Regions from separate parts of the Rattus norvegicus genome. Here region 2 is linked to region 1. The links are chromatin contacts, called in public Hi-C maps. All regions are on one chromosome and are shown on one strand. Each heading gives the region's core, a stretch centred on a gene start, on an enhancer-like site or on the middle of the called end of the contact. The rest is flanking DNA. Distances are from core to core; before and after follow the strand shown. Region 1 holds the start of Gtf3c6 (general transcription factor 3C subunit 6). Region 2 holds the start of Fig4 (FIG4 phosphoinositide 5-phosphatase).

Evidence for each region. A called contact is a pair of places that touch in the nucleus more often than the background predicts.
Region 2: a contact with region 1 is called in a Hi-C map of liver, with 6 times the contacts expected there. The contact joins the promoter of Fig4 here to the promoter of Gtf3c6 in region 1. A contact is called at or near these places in 2 of 12 Hi-C or Micro-C datasets (frontal cortex and liver).

The regions. Positions count from the first base shown.
Region 1 is chr20:45,220,303-45,225,317 of GRCr8, forward strand. It overlaps Gtf3c6 (general transcription factor 3C subunit 6), which reads right to left and starts at 2,586. Exons shown (of 6, transcript NM_001108537.1): 1 at 1,987-2,586; 2 at 1,547-1,627. The coding sequence starts at 2,073. It overlaps LOC120099037 (small nucleolar RNA U3), which reads left to right and starts at 2,897; the gene lies at 2,897-3,110.
Region 2 is chr20:46,304,463-46,309,477 of GRCr8, forward strand. Fig4 (FIG4 phosphoinositide 5-phosphatase) reads right to left here and starts at 2,015. Exons shown (of 23, transcript NM_001047096.1): 1 at 1,947-2,015. The coding sequence starts at 2,012. It overlaps Ak9 (adenylate kinase 9), which reads left to right and starts at 2,638. Exons shown (of 40, transcript XM_017601822.3): 1 at 2,638-2,686.

The sequences.
Region 1 (5,015 bases), core at 1,336-3,835:
AAATTCCATGCTTATAGATAAACACGAACGTATTGAACCCTGGGTACCCCCACGATGATACAAGATACTGCATCATCCCTGGATACGTCCAATGAAAGACCATAGATCCTTTCCTCTGCCATAGGCACCACGAATCTCTCTCTCCTCACTGTCTCCCTCTCCTCAGCCTAAATACTTCTTCTGTTGAAGCTTCTGCCTGCAAGTTTGTGCTTCTCACCTCAGAAGTACTTGTTACCAGAGAAAAGGCTACCTCCTGCCCTGTATCAGTTTCCCAATAGATAACTAGATAACTTCCCCTCTTATCCAGTTTAGCTTTTCTGAGAGCTTCTGGTAAATCCTCCTTTATGTTTCCTCTGCATCTTACTTTCCATAGCAACATATATCCCCAATATCCCATAATATTCTGTCAGAGACACATGTACTGTCCTAACTCCATATTCTCATTCATATTCTCTCTCTCTCTCTCTCTCTCTCTCTCTCTCTCTCTCTCTCTCTCTCTCTCACTCACTCACTCACTATTTTTGCCTCTTTAACTTTTCCCCTCCTGGGTCACTCATTTTCTCTAGAAGTTATCTTGGATAGGAAAAACAAAACTGATCAATAAACAGCTTTCTGACAAGAGACCTGAATTAATGCCAAATAACAGAAGCTTTGAAAGACCACTCACTCACCAACCCACGGCAGGACGTAGACTACAGCAGGAGCAGTAATATCAAGGCAACCATTTTGCCCCTCCCTCTTGGGTGACTTTTTTTTTTTTTTAATTTCTCTAGAACCCCTTACAGAACCAGAACCAAAATGGTGATCAACAGGACCATAGGTCTGGCCAAGATCACCTATTCTGCCTCCATATTCCCTTTTCTATATAACATCAAAGTTCTTGTCAGCCCTTTGTGGATTATCTCCTTCCAACATGGCCACACTGTTTAAATCTCCCTTATCCTGCTGTTCATCTCTGGTTTTTGTTTTACAGGGTTTTTCTTTGTTTGTTTTTTCAACAGGGTTTCTGTTTCCTGGCTGGCTTGGAATTTACTATGTAGCCCAGGCTGGCCTCAACCCACTGAGATATGCCTGTTTGGGCTTCCCATGCATTGAGCGGGATTAAGAGTATGTTCACTATGCCTGAGTAGACTTTCTGTTGTTTTGAGACAGGGTCTCTCTATGGGTCTGTCTGTCTTGGAACTTGCTATGTCCACCATACTACTAATCTCTGATTGGTATGTTTGGGTAAGTGGCAGAAATTAGCTTGTTTAAATATTTGGAGCCAAGGATTTTGCCCAAAAACTTTTATAACAATTAACTTCATCCCCCCCCCCCCAGCCCCCAAGACAGGATTTCTCTGTGTAATAGCCCTGGGGACTCTCTCTGCAGACCAAGCAGGCCTCAGACTCAAGAGATCCTCCTGCCTCTGCCTTGAGAGTGCTGGGATTAAGGTATGCACCACCATCAGGCAATAACTTAATACTATAGATTGTGTCTTCTCCAGGTTTTTTGAAGACGGGATGGCTTTCTGTAGCTACAACACTCCCCGAATTCTAAGACTCACCAAAATCTTGCATTTATTTTCACATTTGGAGAGAAAGTCTGTATCAATAATTCCTGACAATTCCACCAGAACAAACTGCTCCTGGTGGAAGAAAGCAAAGTTAATAAGGTTGTATACGTATAAGTATAAGTTAGTAAGGTTGTATTAATAAGGTTAATAGGGGACAGTAAACAAGAAATGCCCCAAATTCCTCTGCGAAAACTCGATCTAGTTTCTGGTGGAAACCTACTACCTCTGGAACAGCCCAGACTACCTCAATTCTTTCTAGAATGGGTAAATCCGAACTGGAGCTAGCCCTCCAAGGCTTCTCAGGCTTCTGAAAGCAAGCGAGCGATCTACGGGCCTCCCTCACGCTGTCCGCATCCTGGACTCCTTTCCCCACCCTGGGGTGGCTCAGCCAAGAACGCCGACCCTGCAGGCCTCTGGCCCGCGTTTACAACCTCCTCTATCTCCTCTTCTTCCTCCTCCTCATCTTCGTCCTCCCAACTGGGATCCACTGCCGCCGCCATAGCGCTCAGAGACTCCATCGCTGGCCACGCCCCCTGCAGCCGCCATCTTAGATACGGGCAGCGGCGTCCCCTATCCGGCCATTGCGGCGCATGACGCACACACGCCTCGCCAGGGAGCAAGATGGCGACGCCAGGCTTCCGTAAGGGGCTCCCTCGTGGAGACTAAAACACGCTCCGAGCTTTGGGAATTTAGGATATTTAGCCCCACTTTGAGGAACGTGGCTCATAGAGCTCAGGCTGCTCTGAACTCAGTAAGTAGCTGAGATGAGCTAATCAACTGCATCCACCTCCTACTTAAAAACCTCACATACATTGTCTGCTGCACATAAGACTAGAGAATCAATGGTGGCCTACACCTTTCATCCCAGCAACTAAAGGTGCGGAGGGAAGAAGATTAACGCAAACTCTAGGCCAGGGTGGCTACATAGTTCACACAAACGCAGCAGCGATGCTACCGAATGTTACCCGGGGAAGATTGCAAGGGTGCAATCCGGAAAGGAGAGGAAACAAACACCCATCTCACAACAAAATGCAACCTAAGAAACCGCACACACCCTTTAAAAACCGGTCCGGAAGTGGTTTTGTTTGGGCGACTGAAGACACTGGCGTATGATTGGCTGCCATCTTCGATATGTTAATTATGGACGTAAATCTGAGTTAGTTTACAGTTAATAATTATTCAGGATGATTTTTTTTTGCAAAAGACTATATAAACTCAGCTTCGAAATGCATGTGTGTGGTATTTCTTTGGAGACTATTGCGGGGTGGGGGGGGGAAATGTCACCATTTGTAAAAAATGGGCTGCCGCGTGTGACGTCGTGGCGGTTGGCAGTGCTCAGGCAAGACTATACTTTCAGGGATCATTTCTATAGTTCGTTACTAGAGAAGTTTCTCTGACTGTGTAGAGCACCCGAAACCACGAGGAGGAGACGTAGCGTTCTCTCCTGAGCGTGAAGCCGGCTCTTAGTGTTGCTTCCTGCAACTGCTATTGGCCATTGATGATCGTTCTCGATCCTCTCTGAGGTTCGAGAGGGAGAGAACGCAGTCTGAGTGGTTTCTTTTTATTCCTTGTTTAAAGATTAGAACTAACCTTGGTGTTAATACCTAGTCATTGCGAGTAGGTATGGCTGCAAGCTGACCACAAAACGTCTCTAGGTCTGGTCACAGCTAGGTCCTTTTTCATTTGAAGAAGGTTTTCATTGTGTTTTCCTGTTTCTTCTCTCTACAGCTAAAACTAAAGGTTTTTTTCGTGCTAAAGCTGCTGGTGACTGGATTGCTTTTCATGTTGTCTTATGACAGTGCCTGCATGGTCACGTGCCCCACTTTTTTTTTAAATGTATCATACACAAGTTCACTGTAGCTGTCTTCAGATACACCAGAGGAGGGCATCAGATCCCATTACAGATGGTTGTGAACCACCATGTGCTTGCTGGGTGTTGAACTCAGGGCCTCTGGAAGAGCAGTCGGTGCTCTTAACCGCTGAGCTATTTCTCCAGCCCCCACCCCCTTTTTATTTTTCCCCCACTAACTTTTTTTAAAAGGCTTTTTTTGAATACTATTAACTAAATAAGAAGGGAGAAGGGATCCAGAAACAGTTTCTATGTTTTTAAATGTGATATTGATCGCAATATTCAAACACTGCCACTAGGAGGCGACAAGTGACTTAACAATCTGCTCCTTATTATTCTTTTATATGAAAAGCTTATATGAGAAAGTTTATTGCTTTCTTTTCTCTCTCTTTTTGGCTTTTCGAGACAGGGTTTCTCTGTTTATAACTGCCCTGGCTGTTCTGAAACTCATCTTGTAGATCAGGCTTGCCTCCTCCTGCCTTTGCCTGTGCTGGAATTAAAGGTATACACCACCATGCCATGTTTTATACCATAATTCTTGTAAAAGATCCTTTAGAGGTAACATTTTGTTTCAGAAATGAACATTTTGCGGTTACATAAGTTATATACAGTAAGTTTTTGTTATTCTGTTGTAAACTTGTACCTTACATGGATGAGAAAATGAAGTGCAAGCTTTGGGATGTAGCTCAATGGCAGAGCGCTTGCCTGAAACCTTCAATAAAAACCCTGGATCCTTGCCTGGCGGTGGTGGCCCACGCTTTTATACCCAGCGCTCGGGAGGCAGAGGCAAGATCTTTGAGTTTGAAGGCCAGCCTGATCTAGAGAGTGAGTTCCAGGATAGCCAGGGCTACACAGAGAAACCCTGTCTTAAAAACAAACAAACAAACAAAAAAAAAAAAAACCAAAAAAAAACTTTAGCCCAACTGCCACTGCCAATGGGCGGGGCGGGGCGGGGCGGGGCGGGCGGGGCGGGGCGGGGCGGGGCGAAAACTACTTGGAGCTAGCTAAGTAAGGCGGCTTCAAATTTCAGCTGTATCACAATGAGTTGGAAGGTTTCTCCAGATCCCTGAAGCTCCGGGGATCTAATTATGGAAAGTTCAGGGTAGGACAGATAGCAAATGAGTAGATCATACGGATGCTCTGGTCTAAGGAATTCAGTTGAGAATCTACTAGAAAATAATAACAAGGAGCCATTTGCAAGCAACCATTGCACAACTAAAGCAAACTAGAGCAAACCTAAGTATTCCAGCTAGATAGAGTAATAATAGCTGTGAAAATAAATCATAAATCTTTATTTTCATTTCATTATTTTTACGTGTATAGGTGTTTCACCTACATTAATGGTCTGTGGACCACACGTTAAAACAAAAATAGCTGAGAGTGATGGCACAAGCAATTGTGATGTCCCAGCATTTGGAACTGGTTTCCAGAGTGAACTTTAGACCAGCCAAGGCTTCGTAGTGAGACACTGTGAAGAAGAAGAGGAAGGGGGGGGGAGGAAAAGGCAAAGGCGGAGAAGATCATAAGATTTGCATACGGTACCAAAGTCTATGATGAAATTTCTTTGATTCCCCAAAGGGATGTGGCCCAGTTAGCAGAGTGCCTAACAAG
Region 2 (5,015 bases), core at 765-3,264, 1.1 Mb after region 1:
CTAATTAATAATAGATGGGGGAGGGCCCAGCCCACTGTGGGTGATGTCATCCCTCAGCTGATGGATCCTGGAGTCTATAAGAAAGCAGGCTGAGCAAGCCTTGAGGAGCAAACAAGTAAGCAGCACCCTCCATGGCCTCTGCATCAGCTACTGCCCTGTGTGAGTTCCTGTCCTGACTTCCTCCAGTGATGGGCGGTGATGTGGAAGTATGAACTGAATAAATTCTTTGCCAGGTTTCATTAGTCATATTTGTTTCATCATAGCAATAGTAGCCCTAACTATGTATAAATGGCTTTAATATAAAACAGATGGTGACATAAAAGCAAAAACTGTGAATCTTTTCAATGAGACAAAGCAAAATATCATCATGGCCTGGGGACAAGCAAAGATTGTATATGAATAGCAACAAGCATACACACACACACATGCACACACACACACACACACACACACACACACTCACATATATACTCACACTCACACACTCACACACACACTCTCACACATTCACACACACACGCGCGCGCGCGCACACACACACACACACACACACACTCACACAAATAGTTACTGGTCTGGAAACTTGGTTTAGTGGGTAAAGATTCCCAGGACCTACTAAAAGCCCCACACAGTAACAAGCCATAACCCCAGAGCCATATGCTCTCAGGGGCAGCAGAGAGGCGGAGCCTGGGAGGAGGGACGCTCATTGGCCAGCCAGTCTGTCAATATGGAAGCTCCAGCTTTAATGAGAGACATCTAAAGTCAACCTCTGGCCTCCACACTTCTCCACGTGGGCACACACATGGACGTGCACTACATACACACACTATATTAATTAATTAATTAATTAATTACAATTTCTGACAGGGTTTGCCCTCCTCAGCATGGGTGCCACTGAAGACTTGTGGAAAAGAAATTCTGCTTTATAAAGAACACAACATCTCAGCCAGGTCCTCAGAATGCTCAGTTAAATTTCCTATGTGACAATGTATTTAAGTTTCTTACTAAGGACATTTACCAGCCCATTTTACAAAAAGTGTAAAGTCTTATTTCAGTGTTAAAACTGGGTATTTCTACGTGGCTCTCTGAGGAGATGTGGTGATAGTTGTAAATACTATTGTCCATCTTCTGGTCTTGATTCCATCAAATGGACTTGTTTACCAAATTAATTTAGAATCAGAAGTTGTACACACATAAAACAAAACAGACACTACTAGGACGGTGTAATGACTGAAACGGGGGTGGGGGAAGGTAAATACTTTCTTGTACTCCCCCTACTGAAGACTAGCCACAGTTCGCTGAAAATATACGTACGAGATACTCATAAGTTTGTGACTGTGAAGTAAATTATCTTAAACACACACCCTAATATCATGGTAAAGGCCAGATTCAGATAAGCCACACTATAGTAACTTTGTTTCCCAACCACAGAAATGAGAAAATAGTAAGTTCTATTAGCACCACTCTGCAAGCCGGAGAACTATTAACAGAAGTGTCCGGGTCACAGAACCTCGAATACCAGCAAAAACTGTGCATATGATTAAGACCAATCACAGTGATGGTATATCACAGAATCGCAAAATAGAAGCTACCTAGGCAAAGTTCACATTTTTTTTCATACCCCCCTGACTTAACTATAAGGAGTGGACTCAAGAACTTCAAGATTATGAGAAAGCAAGTAAGAGGAACTGGTTCAGAAGCTGTGCGCAGTTCCTGTATGCCACAAGCACCTGTTTGCATGCACATTTTCCAGCCAAGGTTCCAAAGCAGCACAGACGTGCAAACCCACCAGTGCCTGACTGCATGGTCCTGGCAGGCGAGCTTGCAGCGGAGCTTGCAGGAGAGGGGAGTTGTACCGGGTGCTGCCTCTTCCCTACGACTCCACAGAGTCCCCCGACGCCCGCTGCACTGTCCTCCCGCCCCGTCCCGCCGCTGCGGATACTCACAGCTCTAGTCTCATAGAGCACCAGCTTCTGGACCGAACTGATGATGGGGGCAGCGGCCGTGGGCATGGCTCCAGCCAATGGAGGCCTCACTACAGGGCACCAAGCCGCGGCCTAGGTCGTGACAGTTTCAGGGCCCCCCCCCCCCCCCCGGAGACAGAGGAGACTCCGCACGCAGACCCAGCACACCAGATCCACCTGACGATGACAACGTCGGAACCCTAAACCCTCAGGAGACAGCAGCAGCCCGGTGCTTCCGGATTCCCCGAGCCCCGCCTCCCAACAGGCCAGGTCCGGACGCGAGGGGCGGGGCTACAAGATCAAGGCGTCGCTGAGGGCGGATGCTAAGGGTGCCATCTTTCTTAAGGGCAAAAGCCAAACAAAAAGAAAAAAATCTGGTTTATGTTGATCTTTAAAGAAAAGAGATCAGGTGGTTGGGTTCTCCTTTTGAAGCAGCTTTTCTGTGATGCAATTGGTCTGTTTCTTCCTATCTACTCTTTATTTTCCTGAAACCTGTTTCCTGGATGCCAGTGATTGTCCCTCTTTTGTCGCCTATTTTATTCCCACGAGAGTCAATTAAAGCTCATATTGTGGCGGTATGGCCCACAAATCTTTCTTAATTACTTAGATGCAGCGCCTTTGGTATTTGCACATTTTATGTGTGAGGCTAACGGTCTGAATTCTAAAAGGGACCGTGCCGTGTAGGGGGCGCGCGCTGCTGTTAAGAGTCGGTTCTAGCTAAGGTAAGGTTTGCCCGTTTGCTGTCTGAGCATAAGTAGACAATATACGCACTCGCTTTGTTCATCGCCTCCACACTGTGGGAAAGGTGTTTTACAATTATGACTACATTTAAGCCCAAGCTTAAGAATTCACTCCGAATTACAGCGCCACCTCCCGAGGCCCCGCCCTCCAAGAGGCCCTGAACACCGCCTATAGGTTTCCAAGGCAACCGCCTAACAGATCCCTAGGTCCCCAGGAGATAGATACCGTTCACAGGGACCAGGTAAGCAAAGGCAGGAGGGCATAGTCCACCTTCTGAGTTATCAGTTGCAGGGAAGGGCCCTTCCGGAGGGGACCCCAGATCAGTTCATTTTCTTGCAAAGCTTAACTACGATCTCTTCATAAATCGACTTTTCAAAAAACCAGTTCTCCCTTCAGCTGAGGTATTTGCCTCACAAATACAGACTAAACACCTGCCTCAGAGTGTAACATAGTGGGGGGCTAAGCCAGCATAGGCGGGAAGTGATAGGTTTCACAGGGACCCCTCTGTATTCCAGAATTCACCGCTGGAGGGTTCTCATGCTGAAAAGGCAATGACACTTTAAAAATGCAAACTCATAGCTGAAAAGGATATTAAAGTTTGCTGTAGATTCACAGTTAGGACTTTACAAGGTTTCTAAAGTATGAGTATCTACTATAGGTTTCGTTTCAGTTTAATGCATCTTTTTTTTTAATTGAGAAACTAGAAAGGTGGCAGGAGTCTCAGTTCTGGCATTTTAGGCTGGTGTGTGTGTGTGTGTGTGCGCGCGTGTGTGTGTGTGTGCACGCGTGCATTTGTGTGTGCGTGCATTTGTGTGTGTGTACGTGTGTGTGCATGTGTGCGTGCTTGTGTGTGTGCGTGCTTGTGCATGCGTGTGTGTCTGTCTGTCTGTGTGCGTGTGTGCATCCATGTGTAAGCCAGAGGTTAGGCTGGATGCGCTCCCTCAGTCAGCAAGCCCCAGAGATCCGCCTCTCTCCATCTTGAATCGCACCGTTTAACTTTTCCACTTTGAAATGGAAACCAGCTCTTCCTAGTGTAAGCTAAACGTCTGAAGAGCGTTTTGACTTAAGAAAGTCACTTTTTAAAAATAATATAACCTGATTTTCAAATATTGTTTTCAATTATTATTCTATACTACAGTGGACCACTTCTCTTTGAGAACTCTCTTGGTTTACATCACGTGCCAAGTTGTTTCCAGAATCCCCAGAAGCTGGGGGCGGGAAGGGGCACTTGGAAAAGGGGAATATTGTCAAGCAAGCTTCTCGGTAGCTAAGTAGGCTCACTAGGGAATGAGGAGTACATACCTTGGAACCATTCCCTTTCCAGGAAGCTGTGGCTGGGGGAGATGGGGGAGTGGGGGGAGGGGCGTTGTGGTCGCTCGCCAACTCCTGTGTATAACTGGTTGAAGCCTGCTATGGCAGAGTAGGATGTCTTGGAAATTCCAGTTTGCCTGTACTCAGACAGAGAGGGCGTGGCAGCTTGGAGGAAGTTCACCCACAGAGTCCCACAAACTGGTATCCAAAAGTCTGGTAGTAACCTAGAAAAGTTGCATCGCACATGCATGAGGAGGGATCTGCTGCGTTCCACCCTGTGAGCCACTCATACCCACTGTCCCCACACTGAGGTGACAGCCTATCGCCAATCCTTGAGGCTAGTGACTAGGGAAGTTAATGAAGTCGGCTGCAGAGTTCACCACTGCAGTTAACCCTGGGCGTCTAACTGTTCAGTCATCTCCGTCTCTCTAACATCCCTAGGCTTTCCCTACTCTTGGCCAGGACTAATGTGAGTCTAAGTTGCTTGTCCTGCTTTCATTCCTGTGTTGTGGCATGAATACATGTCCTAGAGAATCCTGAGTTTAAGGTTACTTTTCCAACCCCAGCTATACAACACCAAGCCTACCTCCCCTGCCAGCCTGACTCCTCATAGGCTCCTCCTAGGTCCAAAAGTGACCAGTTGGTAACAATTCTTTTAGTTTTATGAAACCTTGACTGAGATCTTTGATACAACCATCTCTCCTAGCAATCAAACCCAGTCTACCACCACCAGAGCCTAAGATTGTGAGAAATTGCCCAAGTCCATCCGAATTGCCCGTGTCAATCACAGGGGTGTGGGGATGAGAGCCACTTCTCCTGTTTCTTGGCTCAGAGCATATTTCTAGTCCTGAAATACACTGGCTGTCTCTATCCCACATAATACTAAAGTGTGCCATACCGGGACCTTTGGGAGGTCTGTCTAACACGCAGGCAGCTTCTAAGCGAGCTGGGATGTGGTGGAGAAAGTGGATCTCACAATTGCACGCATCTTACACTCTT